3 separate regions of the Sus scrofa genome follow, and all the other regions are linked to region 2. Evidence: chromatin contacts called from public HiChIP or PLAC-seq data. All regions are on one chromosome and are shown on one strand. Each heading gives the region's core, a stretch centred on a gene start, on an enhancer-like site or on the middle of the called end of the contact. The rest is flanking DNA. Distances are from core to core; before and after follow the strand shown.

Evidence for each region. HiChIP or PLAC-seq counts read pairs in DNA pulled down with a chosen protein or histone mark.
Region 1: a contact with region 2 is called in an H3K27ac HiChIP or PLAC-seq map of alveolar macrophages. The contact joins the enhancer-like site here to the promoter of ARRDC3 in region 2. A contact is called at or near these places in 2 of 5 promoter capture datasets (fetal liver and liver), 11 of 47 Hi-C or Micro-C datasets (adipocytes, alveolar macrophages, embryonic fibroblasts and 6 more) and 2 of 2 datasets of contacts at active chromatin or transcription factors (alveolar macrophages and skeletal muscle).
Region 3: a contact with region 2 is called in an H3K27ac HiChIP or PLAC-seq map of skeletal muscle. The contact joins the enhancer-like site here to the promoter of ARRDC3 in region 2. A contact is called at or near these places in 2 of 5 promoter capture datasets (fetal liver and liver), 7 of 47 Hi-C or Micro-C datasets (embryonic fibroblasts, heart right ventricle, liver and 2 more) and 2 of 2 datasets of contacts at active chromatin or transcription factors (alveolar macrophages and skeletal muscle).

What each region holds. Positions count from the first base shown.
Region 1 is chr2:98,321,924-98,326,197 of Sscrofa11.1, forward strand. No RefSeq gene overlaps it. Among named protein-coding and RNA genes, the nearest start is that of ARRDC3, 120 kb to the right of the region's middle. Within about 2 kb of position 2,843, at least 20 of the 83 cell types and tissues checked have an H3K27ac peak or open chromatin away from gene starts, as enhancers often do. A contact at or near this core is called in alveolar macrophages and fetal liver, where this site is marked.
Region 2 is chr2:98,442,632-98,447,313 of Sscrofa11.1, forward strand. ARRDC3 (arrestin domain-containing protein 3) reads right to left here and starts at 2,079. Exons shown (of 8, transcript XM_003123783.6): 1 at 1,521-2,079. The coding sequence starts at 1,800.
Region 3 is chr2:98,362,257-98,366,893 of Sscrofa11.1, forward strand. LOC106508640 (a long non-coding RNA gene) reads right to left here. Exons shown (of 3, transcript XR_002341818.1): 3 at 3,581-4,637. Among named protein-coding and RNA genes, the nearest start is that of ARRDC3, 80 kb to the right of the region's middle. Within about 2 kb of position 1,750, at least 1 of the 83 cell types and tissues checked has an H3K27ac peak or open chromatin away from gene starts, as enhancers often do. A contact at or near this core is called in skeletal muscle, where this site is marked.

The DNA.
Region 1 (4,274 bases), core at 1,593-4,092, 120 kb before region 2:
ACAACCCAAGCCAAAACTGGAGCATTTTTAGCTTAGCCCTTGCAGCATAGTGAGGATTTTTATGAGGTAAAGTCATAAATCTTATGTATGACCTATTATATTTCAAGTTAATAACATATCTAGACCTTTATTCCTCATCTGCAATTCTTTTTCTCTCAGTGCAATGAAGACCATCTAATTTTTAAGGCTGGTTAGTGCAACTAAAGCTTATTAAGACTGAGAAGGGTTTCATCAAAGTAAAACCTTACAAAAGGTTAGATTTCAAAGAGAGTAATAGCATTTTTATTTGCTACACAAAAATACTGTCAAGCTAACCTGAAGCTGCTTCTTAAATTCAATGTACTTAACAAATGGGCTATTTTAATAAATATAGTCCAAGTATTATATTTCAGTATAAGTAGTCACTTTCTATTTGTGCCCATATGATCCTAGGAATGTCCTTCTGCCCCCTTCCTCTCTACTCTGGTCATTTATTTCTATTTAGGGCAGAAATGGTCAAGACTTGGAGACGAAGAGAGGAAAAGAGGTCCTATTCTTTGAGAGGGAGAAGCAAAGGATGTTAAAAGCAGAAAAGGAAGAGCATCAAAAAGATCAAGAGTTGGAGAAAAAGGAAATGGAGAAAAGAGGGTAGAGTAAGAAAGATGGGACAGACCAGACGAGGGAGCAGACAGAATAAAATAGGTCTCACTTTGTCCTCTCTTCTCCAAAACTCTTGGTTGTCTTCTCATCAGAAATATATCCAAATTAGCTTAAGTGAAAAAGTAAATTAATAGGAAGGACACAACAGATGGAAAGCATAACCATAGACGGGACCGGCATCTACAACAACAAATTGACAGGCTCCAAGGAAAATTCTCTCCTTTCTTTTTTCTTTTTTTGTTTGCTTTCACTCTTTTTTTCTCCCTCATCTACTTTTTCTGCCTCACCTTCCTCACCCACAAAGCATAGTTCTCATCTCTTCTTCTCTCTGTGCGTGTTTCTCATTCTTTTTCTGTGTATGCTAGCCCGCCGCTTGCCCATTGCTTTGACAGGACTGGCTCCCTGTAGCTCCTGGAAATCTCTTCATTTCCAATAACCCGCAGGGGTTAATTGGTGCTTCTGTCTTCATTTGCAAACTCTTAAGTTAAAATATTTGGTTGACCTAACTTAGGTCAGGCGTCCACTCGTTCCATTAGGCTTCACCTAATTGCCAAAGTAACCACTCTTTTTGGATGTGTGGAGAAGAACCAGGTAGCAAAGAGGGCAGTCAACGTTAGCATATCTCTACACCCCCTGGTAACCCTATCCCAGGCTTTCAGCCAGTGTCCTTGGTCTCTTGCCCTCATCACAAGACTTCGACCTCTTAAAACAGTATTTCTCACAGTATTGTTCAGACCATTTTTCATCAAAGTGTGTTTATAAAAAAAGGAAAATGCAGGTACCCTTCCCTTATGCGTTAAATACACTTTGGGGACTGGCATGAAAAACCCACTGCTAATGACTAATAGAAAGCAGGCTCTGAGTTTCAAATAACCTATAGATGAATTAACTTCTGGAATAAATGTATTCCAGATAATAAATATAAAACACTAGTGATTAAAATATATATAGTTGGAGTTCCCATTGTGGCTCAGTGGGTTAAGAACCCAATATAGTGTCCATGAGGACTGGCCCCACTTGGTGGGTTAAGGATCTGGTGTTGCTGTGAGCTATAGTGTGGGTCGAAGATGTGGCTCAGATCCCATGTTGCTGTGGCTGTGGCGTAGGCTGGTGGCTGCAGCTCTAATCTGACCCCTGGCCCAGGAACTTCCATCTGCCACAAGTACAGCTGTAAAAAGAAAAAAATAATAAATTAAAATATAGGTATAGAATTTATAAGATTAAAATATATATATGCTTTAAACTTTCAGAAAGACAAGAGATGATACTGTAATGTGAAAATTAATATGCAGAATTTTTTTCTTTCTTTATTTGCCTTGCCATTTACTTTGTGCACCCACAACTGCTATAGGTCTATAAGGAACCTGGGAAATGTGCATTGGTTTAATAACATTTCTGCCTCTTCCCCACCCATCTTCATGGCTCTGTATGTTAAGTTTATTGTCTCTTCAACTTCAGTGCTACGTAGATACTCTTAACATCCCTATCTCATTACAACTATGCACTTTGGATCTTATCATCCAAAGCCACTATGCCCCTGTGAATGTCATCCACAGCCAAACTCGGGCTAATCCTCCTTACCAACAGATTTATCATTAACATCCATTCTTCCCCAACTAGATCCTCTCCCTCACTATTCTTAAGAGTTTGTGCTTCTCAACTTTAAATAGATATAACCCTGGGGATACACAATTTTAGATCAGGAGCCACAAGTTAATGGTGGTGTTTCTTACTGGAACATTAACTTAACTGAAGATTTAATAACTTATCTGGAAAGCAACCTACTTGTTATTTTTGACTTAAAACATGGATATGTTAAAGAGAAAGAGAAACAATTTACAGAAAATTTTAAGAAAAAGGTAAGCCTTCAAAAAATGTGTACTGTTTTCCAAGTTCCCAATCTCAGGCACATTATTAACTTGGTAATATGTTATGAGTTTATCTGGTCTTTGTGAAACACATGCTTTCAAGCTGTGAAAATACCAGCTTAAATGATGAGTAAGTATTAAAAGGCAAATCAGGTACAGCTGTCATCTCCCTTCTCTATCTAATTCTGACTGAGCCCCAAGGTTCTCTAGTGCTCAAGGGGCCAGATGGGAGCCAAAAGAAAGCAATTTCATTTTCAAGCAAGTGTATCTTTCAGCAGATCTTCAACAAAGTAAATATCCTCTGGAGCTGGTTTCATAATAAGTTCCTCTTATGAAGACTGGATCTAACCAGTTCATGGGAAATGTGCTTACAGACAGGGATTGCCCAATTGAATTCAGTAGACAAGAAAGTACATAGGGCAACAGAGGTCATGCCAATGAATGTACATCTTATGCACATATTTATGGCCATACTAATCCACCAAACAATGCCACATACTTACCTGGTAGAATTTAGATAATACCCTCTAAAAAAGCTTTAGGCATTCTTCATAAAAAACTTAAAAGTAAACAATGTTGTTTGTTCTTTTCCTGTTAGCAGAGTGAAACTTACTTCTGTGGGGTGGGGTCTGATCATATAGGCAGCTAGAGTTGACGGCTGCCCACACATTTTAATTTGAGGGGAGCCGTAAGGTTTGCCTCTTGGTAAATGTTTTTCCCCTTTGATTTCCCAGAACATGGCCTTCCCCAGATGCCTGGACTCTGTTCCCACCATTAGTCACCAATGAAATAGACTCTAGGTATAAGTGTTATCTCTATAAATTCATTGTGGAAATGTACACTTAATTGATCTGGGAGGGGTGTTGTTTTTTTTTCCCATTTATACAATAAAATACATTACTCATTGACATGGGTTAGTTTACCTTAATTAATTGTCAGCTTGGAAAACAAATACTAGGATTCTTACGACATATGACATAAAATAGTAAGTTCTTAATGAGAGTTGAGGTATGGGTTTCATGGGCTATTGCCCAGAATCAGAACTCCTGGTTGGAGCCCAGCAGAGGGCACCCTCGGAAACCAACACAAGGAGACTAGATGCATAGTAGTGGAGACAGATTTACTAAACCTAGACTTTTTGTCCTTTGCAATTTTTGCTGCGCCAGCCCTGATCACTACAAAGCAAACTGGACAACTTCAAGGTTAAATGGTCTTGAGTAGTATGGCCAGGAGGCAGCCGATTACTTCTGAATTCTGTAAAATGCTAAGATAACAGTCATCATCATCATCACTGCTGTGAGCGTATATAACCATTTCAATTGCCTCTGGTAGAATCAGTCATTTTCATTCCTCTGATAGGTGATATAAAGTTGCTGCCAGCCACAGAAAACACAAAGAAAGATAATTAGGAAGGCACAGAGGGAAGTCAGGACTGAAAGGCACAGTCGAGGGAAAATGTAAAAGGGTAGCTTAGATTACATCCTTGCTGATTGCTCCATCACGTAGATTGTTGGAAAGGCCATCAAATTCCTTTTCTCTCTGAGACTTGTTTGCACACATACCTGTGAGGTGTTTATAGAAATTGACAGATGAAGCCAGATTGGTTTTTCAAGAGCCAAAGGATACCTCATTCACACAGCATACTAAATTGTTTCTAGGGAAAAGTATGGAGCTCTTTACATTCGCAAAGATATTCCCCAAGTAGAATTGAGAGTGTGCTTTTGCACAATGCCAAGGAGTAGGAAACGAACTTGGAAAAATCATCAA
Region 2 (4,682 bases), core at 829-3,328:
ATTCTACTTTTGCCTCACCGCAAACCTCAACTCCTTAAAAACCTTTGTTTTTTTCTCACCCATGTATTATAAAAAGCTGCCAGTCCAGGAAGGTTCAAATACAAACTCGTGTGTGTGCTGTTCAACAAACACCAGGACTGTCATTAAGCAGCTGCATTTCTAAGCGGTGTCAATGGTTGGAGATATTAACTAGAAATTATTTCAGGATGCAAATGACCTATGTGCAAGTTAAAACCCAACAAAACAGATTTCATCTTAAAATTTGTTAAAATAATGCATTAAGATGCTGTAACTCAAAGCACCCCTACATTTCTGCACTTGCCTTAGTTCAATTAGCACTTCCTCATGGATGGGTATTTTTTAGTATAAAAAAAGAGGTAAAAATGTGCTCTACTCTTCGAGAAATGGCCAACATTAGAACTAAATACTGCATTAAAAAGGAGAAGCACAAAATTACATAACCAGTTTTAACATTATATTCTTCTTGGGCTAGGAATTAAGTCATCCCCACCACCTGACGCGTGTAACCAATCTGCTGAGAGCAGAACAAGCGCCCCTCCTCACCACCCCCTAGAACTGGTCCGAAACAGGATTGAACCGCTTCTAACAAAGGGTGGAAACTTAGAAAAACAAGCTTAGAGTCTCCTATATTTCCACAATGTGACCATTTAAACAATAGATTGGAAATCTCAGGACCCCTTCTCCCTTTGACAACCCTTTATCTCCCTTTTATAACCAAAAATCAAATCCAAATGAGCCGAATACTTTTCAATTCCTTTTGACTGGCTTAGGTTTCATTGAATGCAGTTCCAAAGTTAGGCATGATGCTCAGAAAAAAAAAAATTGACTTTAAATGGCTTCTAAAACCGATTTGAAACATATCATAATGATTGGTATTGTCCTTTAAAATAGAGAAGGCTTGATGTAAATTTCTAAAGGAACTGGAAAGAATAGGGAAAAAACACGTGGGGTGTTCATACCATATGTCAAAATAAGCCACAGAAACCCTTTATCAAAGAACAACAATCAATTCTCTAAAGTCTTTGAGTGTCAATATTAAAAATGAAGTACACCCATTAACCCACTTAAAAATGTTATTTCATTTCTTCATTGAGGCTTAATTTTTAAGATCTAAGGTTCCACAGAACAAGGAAAAAATCTAATATTGGACTGCAGCTTTTAGCAATTCATTTGAAAACGTATCAGTAAAATTACTGCCTCGGATTTAAGCAGAATTTATAAGGTGGAAATAGACTGCAAGCGCGTATGGCACAGATCAAGCCGGGTATAGAGGTAGTTGAATAAGTGCAGTTTGCAGTCACTTTGCAGATGCCTGCATGCATTATGGCTTAACACACGATGAAAGTCAAGGAGAATTCAAATCTTGGCTAACTTTGCTAACATTTATCAAACTGCTATATTTTATGCTAGGAGTAACATTACATTAATTCAGAGAAATTGAACAGATACTTTCCCAAAGAAAATAGGTGTAATAATTTCTGAATAATGTAAAAACTTACCTCTTTCGTGTCCAATTAAGATGTCTTTATGATTGAAATATTCTACTTCTTCAGTGTAATTCTGTGTGTAGGCAGTATTGGAGCCGGCGTTTCTCGATTCGGTCCAGCGTACTTTCGCATGTCCTCTTGCATGAATTTTAAGAGATTTTACTCTGATTTCCCCAGTAACTTCTAAATTCACCCTTCCTGAGACTGTATCCCCACTGGAATACACAGGGACATTGCTGTCATTAAGACAGTCAAAGCTTATTGTCAAACTCTTTACCTTTCCCAGCACCATGTTTGTAACAAAATCTATAAAAAATATAATGTAAGACAAAAAAAAGTCAAGAACACATATAAAATGTGATCTTCACTTAACACTGATCGATGTCTTTGCCGTGCAAAAAGCTTACAGGCAGGATCAGTGATTCTTTACAAACAGTTCATTGAGATTTCTTAAAAAGTCAAGGCAGCAGAGAGGCTGCTGCTCCTCGCTCCTGCTAGTCTCAGTGGTCTCCTTACAAAGACGGGCGGCTGGAACCTGCCAGCTCACTTTAAGAGCAGCTTTGTGAAAAACAACCCCAGGGCGCATGCGCACGCCGCGGCTGCTGTCGCCCTCCCTGCGCGCCCCCTCCCGCGCCGGGCTCGCTCCCTGGCTCGCTCGCTCGCGGGTACAGTAGGTGTACAACCAAGGAAGACGGCAGTGGGGCTGCCGGGAGGCCGAACCTGACTTCTCTTCATTGTGGGTTCCTATTGGTAGGCAGGCTACCGTAAACCCTCGACGTGCTATCTGGAGTCCCTTATCGAGCATACTCCGGCAGAAAGATAATGGCCGAGGGGGCACTGGGGGACAAGGTTGGGTGGGGAACTGTTTGCAAAGCCAAGTAAAGACAAACTGATGAGTGACCAAGCCGGGAGAGTGCGTTACCGGCGCTGTAGGGGTTTGCCCATTCCCCGGAGGGAAGGAAGCAAAAGTGATGTGTGTAGAGAGATGGGGGAAGGGAAGAAACCGGTTGGGCAAGGGCTGCTGAGCATAATCTAATGAATTTCAAAAGAAAATGTAATAAAAACTAGAGAAGCAATGATATTCACGGACAAGAGCATTCTTGGCCTGCACTGTTTGTTTGTTTATTTAAACCAGTGCTTTGTAGGCAGTGAAGAAATGAGCTCTGTGGAGGCCAAATCCAGACTAAAAGAGAATACTACACGGAGCAAGGAAGAGAAGCAAAAAAATGTACTCAGTATGTTTTGCTTTCTCTTCTCTTAATTCGATAGCAATGAAAAGCAACCAGGTTGTTTGCATGATGACATCAGGGGAAAAAAGGTTTGACCACTTCCTCGAAGAAAGAAAAAAGTCCTTTTTTGAGATACCACCTACAGCTAGATTTGCAGGGTATGACATGATTACAACTCCTGTGTCCAAAGGATTAAGAATAGAGTTCGGCCTAAAAAGTACTACCTTATAAAAGGCTGCATCACTGCGTTTTAGCTGACGTAATGTTTACAACAGGATTGAAAAATTTTTGTTAGAAGTTAGTGAGGCGCAGAAGATGGTTCTTTAAGAGAGAATTTGTTATATAAATAGGGCTTAATTCTGTAAAGTTTTAATTTTAACTTTCAGCCTTGGACTGTTCAACCCAGTAATTCTCATAATACATCTATCTTAAGGACAGATACATTTGTCTCTTTATTGTGAACGTTTTGATAGCAAATAACAATGCTTTCATAAAAATCACTGGGATTCAAGGCATAACAGCATAAACCTATATAGATTTTTTGCATTCAACAAAATTGCTTATAGAAGAGAAATATAGGAAGAAAAAATAGTACTCTGGAACTGTATGTGTGTGTGTGTGCGTGTGTGTATATATATATATATATAAGCAAATACACTTTGGAAGATTTTTGGCTGTCCATGTCTAAGCCATTTTAGTTTCTTTGTGCAGTATATTTGGGTAGGTTGAACCAGTGTGTCACAGCACACTAAGCTCATTGGTCTTGCTGGGTTTGTTTGTTTTTTGGGAGGGGGGAGAAACTAAATTTTATTTAGTTGGATCTTAGTTGAAAAGGCAGTATCTTGGAGTCAAGAGCTTTATACAGATTATAAATATGCAGACTATTTAGACAGTTAATTGGCAGGATATTTATCTCTTGATGGAGCTTAGATGGTTGTGTTTAAAACTATGAATCAGAGTGGAAGGAATAGACTCCCCTCCCCTCTTGGTTGACACCTGGTGGCTGTTCTAGTTGTCAAGTGCTTGGCTATTCTAGTTCAAGTACAAGCTTCAATAACCGATACTATTTGGGGTTTTTCGCCACCTAGTGGTAAAAGTGGTGAATTTGTTAAAGTGTTTGACGTTAAGGTGACATATACTAAGCAGCCAAATGACGTTGGACAAAGAATGGATTTAAAAGTGCAGTTCAAAGTGAGGCCTTTATTACCAAAGTTGTTCTAAATTACTAAGGACTTGTGAATAATTGCTTAATTCTTCAGAATTTTTAGTAAAACCTCTCCAGTTGGAATATGACTTATTTCTGAAAAAATAAGAATCAGCTGTTTAAATTAAGCTAGAATTGCATTTAACCAAAAAGAATTCTGAAGAAATTTACTTATAGTTTGGAAAATTGTTTTAGCACCTTAAATGATTCATTCCTCTTACTGTATTACATCATCCCTTCTGTGTAAAACTTTTAGGATGCTATAAATCATTATTATTATTTATTTCTGTCTTTTTTTTTCTTTTTATGATGTCTTCCTGAATACTTTAGGAACTGACAAGTTGCCAAGAAATTTTTTCCCCCTCTCATTTTTTACTAAGGTCCTACTCACACTAATTATTACTTTTCTTCTCTTCGATTCTGTCATGTGACTATTTCTTAAATATATAAACTTGAATTTATTTATTTCATTTTGTTTTCCTCCTCCTATTTATTGAAACTCTGAAAACATCAGAAACAAACAGCAGCAAACAGCCACCTCTGGCACCTCTAAACCCCTGCGTGTTTCCATTTCTAAAAGAAAAGGACACTTGGACTTAAGTTTTGAATGTTTCTCTCATAACTTTGATAACCTCCCCTTTTCAAGATTCCTTGTCAAATACCTACCCTTCACACAGCTTGAAATGCTGTACTGTAGCCATTGTCTGGGGCTTCTGGACTTGTTTCCCTGGGCCCTTACTG
Region 3 (4,637 bases), core at 500-2,999, 81 kb before region 2:
CCCAGAGAATACATACTTTGGATGGCCAAAAAGCACATGAAAAGATGTTCAACATCACTCATTATTAGAGGAATGAAAATCAAAACCACTATGAGGTACCACCTTACACCAGCCAGAATGTCCATCATCAAAAAACCTACAAACAATAAGTGCTGAAGAGGGTGTAGAGGAAAGAGACCCTATTACACTGTTGGGATTGTAAATTGGTGCAACCACTGTGGAAAACAGTATGAAGATTCCTTGGAAAACTAAAAACAGAATGACCATTTGATCCAGCAATCCCACTCCTGGGCCTCTATCCAGAGAAGGCCATGACTCAAAAAGATATATGTACTCCAGTGTTCATTGCAGCACTCTATACAGTAGCCAAGACATGGAAACAACCTAAGTGCCCATTGACAGAGGAGTGGATAAAGAAGATGCGGTACACATATACAGCCATTAAAAGGAAAGAAATAACAGCATTTGCAGCAATATGGATGGACCTAGAAATTATCATGCTAAGTGAAGTCAGTCATACAATGAGATACCAACATCAAATGCTTTCACTGACATGTGGAATCTTAAAAAAGGACACAGTAAACTTCTTGCAGAACAGATACTGACTCACAGACTGAAAAACTTATGGTTTCCAAATGAGACGGGTTGGGAGGTGGGGTGATGGGCTGGGGGTTTGGGATGGAAATGCTATAAAATAGGATTGTGATGTTCATTGTACAACTATAAATGTAATAAAATTCATTGGGTAATTTTAAGAAATTTAAAAAAGGAGCACTACACCCAGACTCATACACAAATGTCCATAACAGCTTTACTCATAACAGCCCCCAAATGGATACAAGCCAAATGCTCATCAATAGGCAAGTGGATAAACCAAGGGTGGTATATTCATAAAATGGAATACTACTCAGAAGGAAAAAGAAAGAACAAGTTAACAGATATATGCAACAACATTGATGAGTCTCAAATAGTTCATGCTAATTTTAAAAAGCAGACCAAAAAGAATACAGGCTATTTGTAGGAAATTCTTGAAAAAGTAAAACTAATCTATCATGTAAGAATGTAAATCACTTGCCTGAGATTAACAGTGGAGAGAGGGCTGTAAAGGACATTAGAAAGGCTTTAAGGGGGCAGATGCTTATATCTTGTAGTGATGTGCATTTGTCAAGGTTGTACATTTAGGAAGGGTATATTTTATTGTATGTAAAATATAGCTCGATATAGTTTTTTTTAATAGAGACTTTCATAGGAAAAACACTGAAAACAGTATATTTAAATGTATATTTTACAAAAGGAGGGATCTGAGGGTATATCATTGAAATTTTTTATTTTTATTTTTCACATACATGTCCACTTTTGTTACAACTTAAGATGGCTGGTAAAGGCATCCTGGTTGACAGGGTAAGAAAAGTGAAGAAGTCACCATGAAATCAAAACGATTCCTGTTAAGCTTCTGAGCTGGTACAGAAGCATTGGCCCTTGTGAACATAAAAAGTAGTGTCTGGAGATGCAATGTCACAAAAAATAAAACCCCAAAGGTGGGGGAGGTGGTGAAAGGAGGATGGTGCTAACATTGACCTGGCTCCTTTACTGGGAATCCTCGTTATCTTCTTCTGTGTTTATCCAGTGCTGTATTTAGAAAAGATTAAATCAAAACTGTGAAATTAAAACATGATGAGTGACAGTTGTGAGAGACAACAGCTGTGGCATTAGATTTTCGTCATGTCAGGCCTGAGATCTGTATTTCAGGTCACTTTTTTCCATTGGCACTGATCCCAAAGGACAAGAATTGTCTTTCTATTGGCTATTTTCTAACCCACCTGTTACCTCCATGGAGTAAAAGATTAACAGGGTTTCGATAGAAAGTGAGCCATTTTGGGGTTCTGGGTTGAATAGGGTCTTCATAGAGCACTTATCCTCAGAGTTTAAGCAAAACATTATCTATTGTTATCAGCAATAATAATCATAAGTGTTGTATTCACATTTTAAGTAGAGAAAACCTTTTGAATCACAGTACATGCTTCAAATGTACATACACAGGAGTTGAACAAATATTTATGCTTTTTTTCAGTTATATGAAACATTTTTTGAAGTAGTTCTACATAATATATAGTCAAATAAATCTAAAGTAACTAGAGAATTCAAAGCATAAAGGGAATTTACCTTACTTTTTCCCCTTCTTGATAAATGCATAATTTCCTAGTCATGAAACCATCCTCTTTTACAAAATAATTGATAAATGGTTAAATATCAATATTTAGATAAGCTAACTGTGGTACAATGGAATATTATCAGCAATAAAAAGGAACAAACTAATGATACATGCAAGAAAATAGATGAACCTTAAATGCATTATGCTAAATGAACGAGGCTATATACTGGCTGATGATATAACGTATTCTGGAAAAGGACAAACTGTATGTAGAGAAAACAGATCAGTCAGTGCCAGGGCTAGGATGGGGGAGGGTAGGATTTGACTTATTTAAAAAGTTTGTGAGAGAGTTCCCATCATGGTGCAGTGGAAACGAATCCGACTAGGAACCATGAGGTTTCAGGTTCCATCCCTGGCCTCGCTCAGTGAGTTAAGGATCGGGTGTTGCCGTGAGCTCTGGTGTAGGCCACAGACGTGGCTCCAATCCCACGTTGCTATGGCTGTGGTGTAGGCCAGCAACTGTAGCTCCAAATAGACCCCTAGCTTGGGAACCTCCATATGCCATGGGTGTGGCCCTAAAAACAAAAATAAAAACAAAAAAAAAGAAAGAAAAAGAAATAAATAAGAAGTTTGAGAGTACTTTGAGGAATGATGAAATTGTTCTGTGTTTTGATTGTGACAGTGATTTTATGTCTGGATATATTTGTCAAATCTCGCAGAACTGTGCATTATAAAGGCTAAAAATTACTGCATATAAATTATACCCTAATTTTAAAAAGAAAAAAATCAATATTTTCATAGAACTATTTACAAAGAAAACATGTTTTAATGAGAAGGAGCTGTTAGTTGTTGTCACAAGTATTGCAGATATAAAAATCCTCCTTAGACTCTCAGTATATAAAATGAGTCATCAGGCTGTTCTATTAATAGAAATTGAACTGTGTGAACAGCAATATTTTAGTAAGGATATAAATCTTATAAAGAACAGTAGATATCATTGTGAATTTTGCTTGGTTGTGGTTTTTGTGGGGTTTTTTTTTGGTATCTGTATTTAGATATAGTAAGTATAAGAGGTATTGTATATTTGAATTTTGCTCTTTCACATTTGCAAAATTAAGACACTTGATTGAAAGGAAACCAGGAACTTTCCACAAATAAATTACTCACATTTCATTTTAGAATGCTCTATAAATGTTTTTTTTTTAATTTTTAAAAAATTTTTTAATTTTTTTGTCTTTTTTGCCATTTCTTGGGCCGCTTCCGTGGCATATGGAGGTTCCCAGGCTAGGGGTCCAATCGGAGCTGTAGCTGCCAGCCTACGCCAGAGCCACAGCAACGCAGGATCCGAGCCGAGTCTGCAGTCTACACCACAGCTCACGGCAACGCTGGATCGTCAACCCACTGAGCAAGGGCAGGGATCGAACCCGCAACCTCATGGTTCCTAGTTGGATTCGTCAAACACTGCGCCATGACGGGAACTCCTAAATGTTTTTTAATTACCTTTATAAATTGTTTAAGGTGGATCGATTACTTTGTGCATATAAATACTGGTTCTCCAGCCTAAAAATGTATTTACACATCTATTTATTCATCCTTCTATTGTAATCTAACATCACTCTTATTAGCAATCTTTCTTCCGAAAGGATCACTTTAGTAATATTTTGTGGGGGTGCCATTTAGGACAATATCTGGAAGTAAAAATCAGGAAGAAAGTAAAACCTACTCCTCCTGATCACTTTTCCTTTTTATGCTAATGGTACTATCACTCTGAGAGCCAACTCAGGCTTAAAACCTAGTAGACAGTTTTGATCCTTTGCTCTTTGTTCTTCCTACATCCAGTCGTTTGCCATGTTATTAGCCTCCTACATCTGCTTCATTCTTGGTGGTGCCCCAAACTGAACGTGTGCATGAGCCAAGGAAGATATTAAAAAAAAAAAATGCAGGTATCTTGGCATATCTCAAAGGTGCTGAATCAGTATCCCTAGGTAGAGCCCAGGAATTTGTACTCTTTGAGAGCTTCCCTGGAAAATGCAGAAAGCTGTGTATTTGCAGCACCTGGAGAGTCTCTCTTCTCAGACACTGAGGGATGTAAGATGGATCACAATGAAAAGTGGGACAAAAACATCCAGATAAAGTTTCTGTAGAGAGCAGTGGACCACAATGAACAGTGCTCCCCATTTCCCTACTTCTAGCCATCTAGCTCAAAACATGAGAAGAATATTCATGGCGTCTTAATGTAACACAATTGTTCAAGAATTTTTTTTAGTTCAGTGTCAAACCTGAACCTCAGAATAGTTAACACAAATGTTATCAATCTCAATAAGGTAAAAGGAAACATGACGGCATTTAACAGGTACTAAGAGAAAAAAAAAAAAAAGGTGACCAAATTCAACAGGTATTAAGAGAAAAGAAAGATGAAGAAAAGATGGGGAACATACACCCTCTTCTCACAAAGTAAATATTCATATTATCTGTGACTGATACA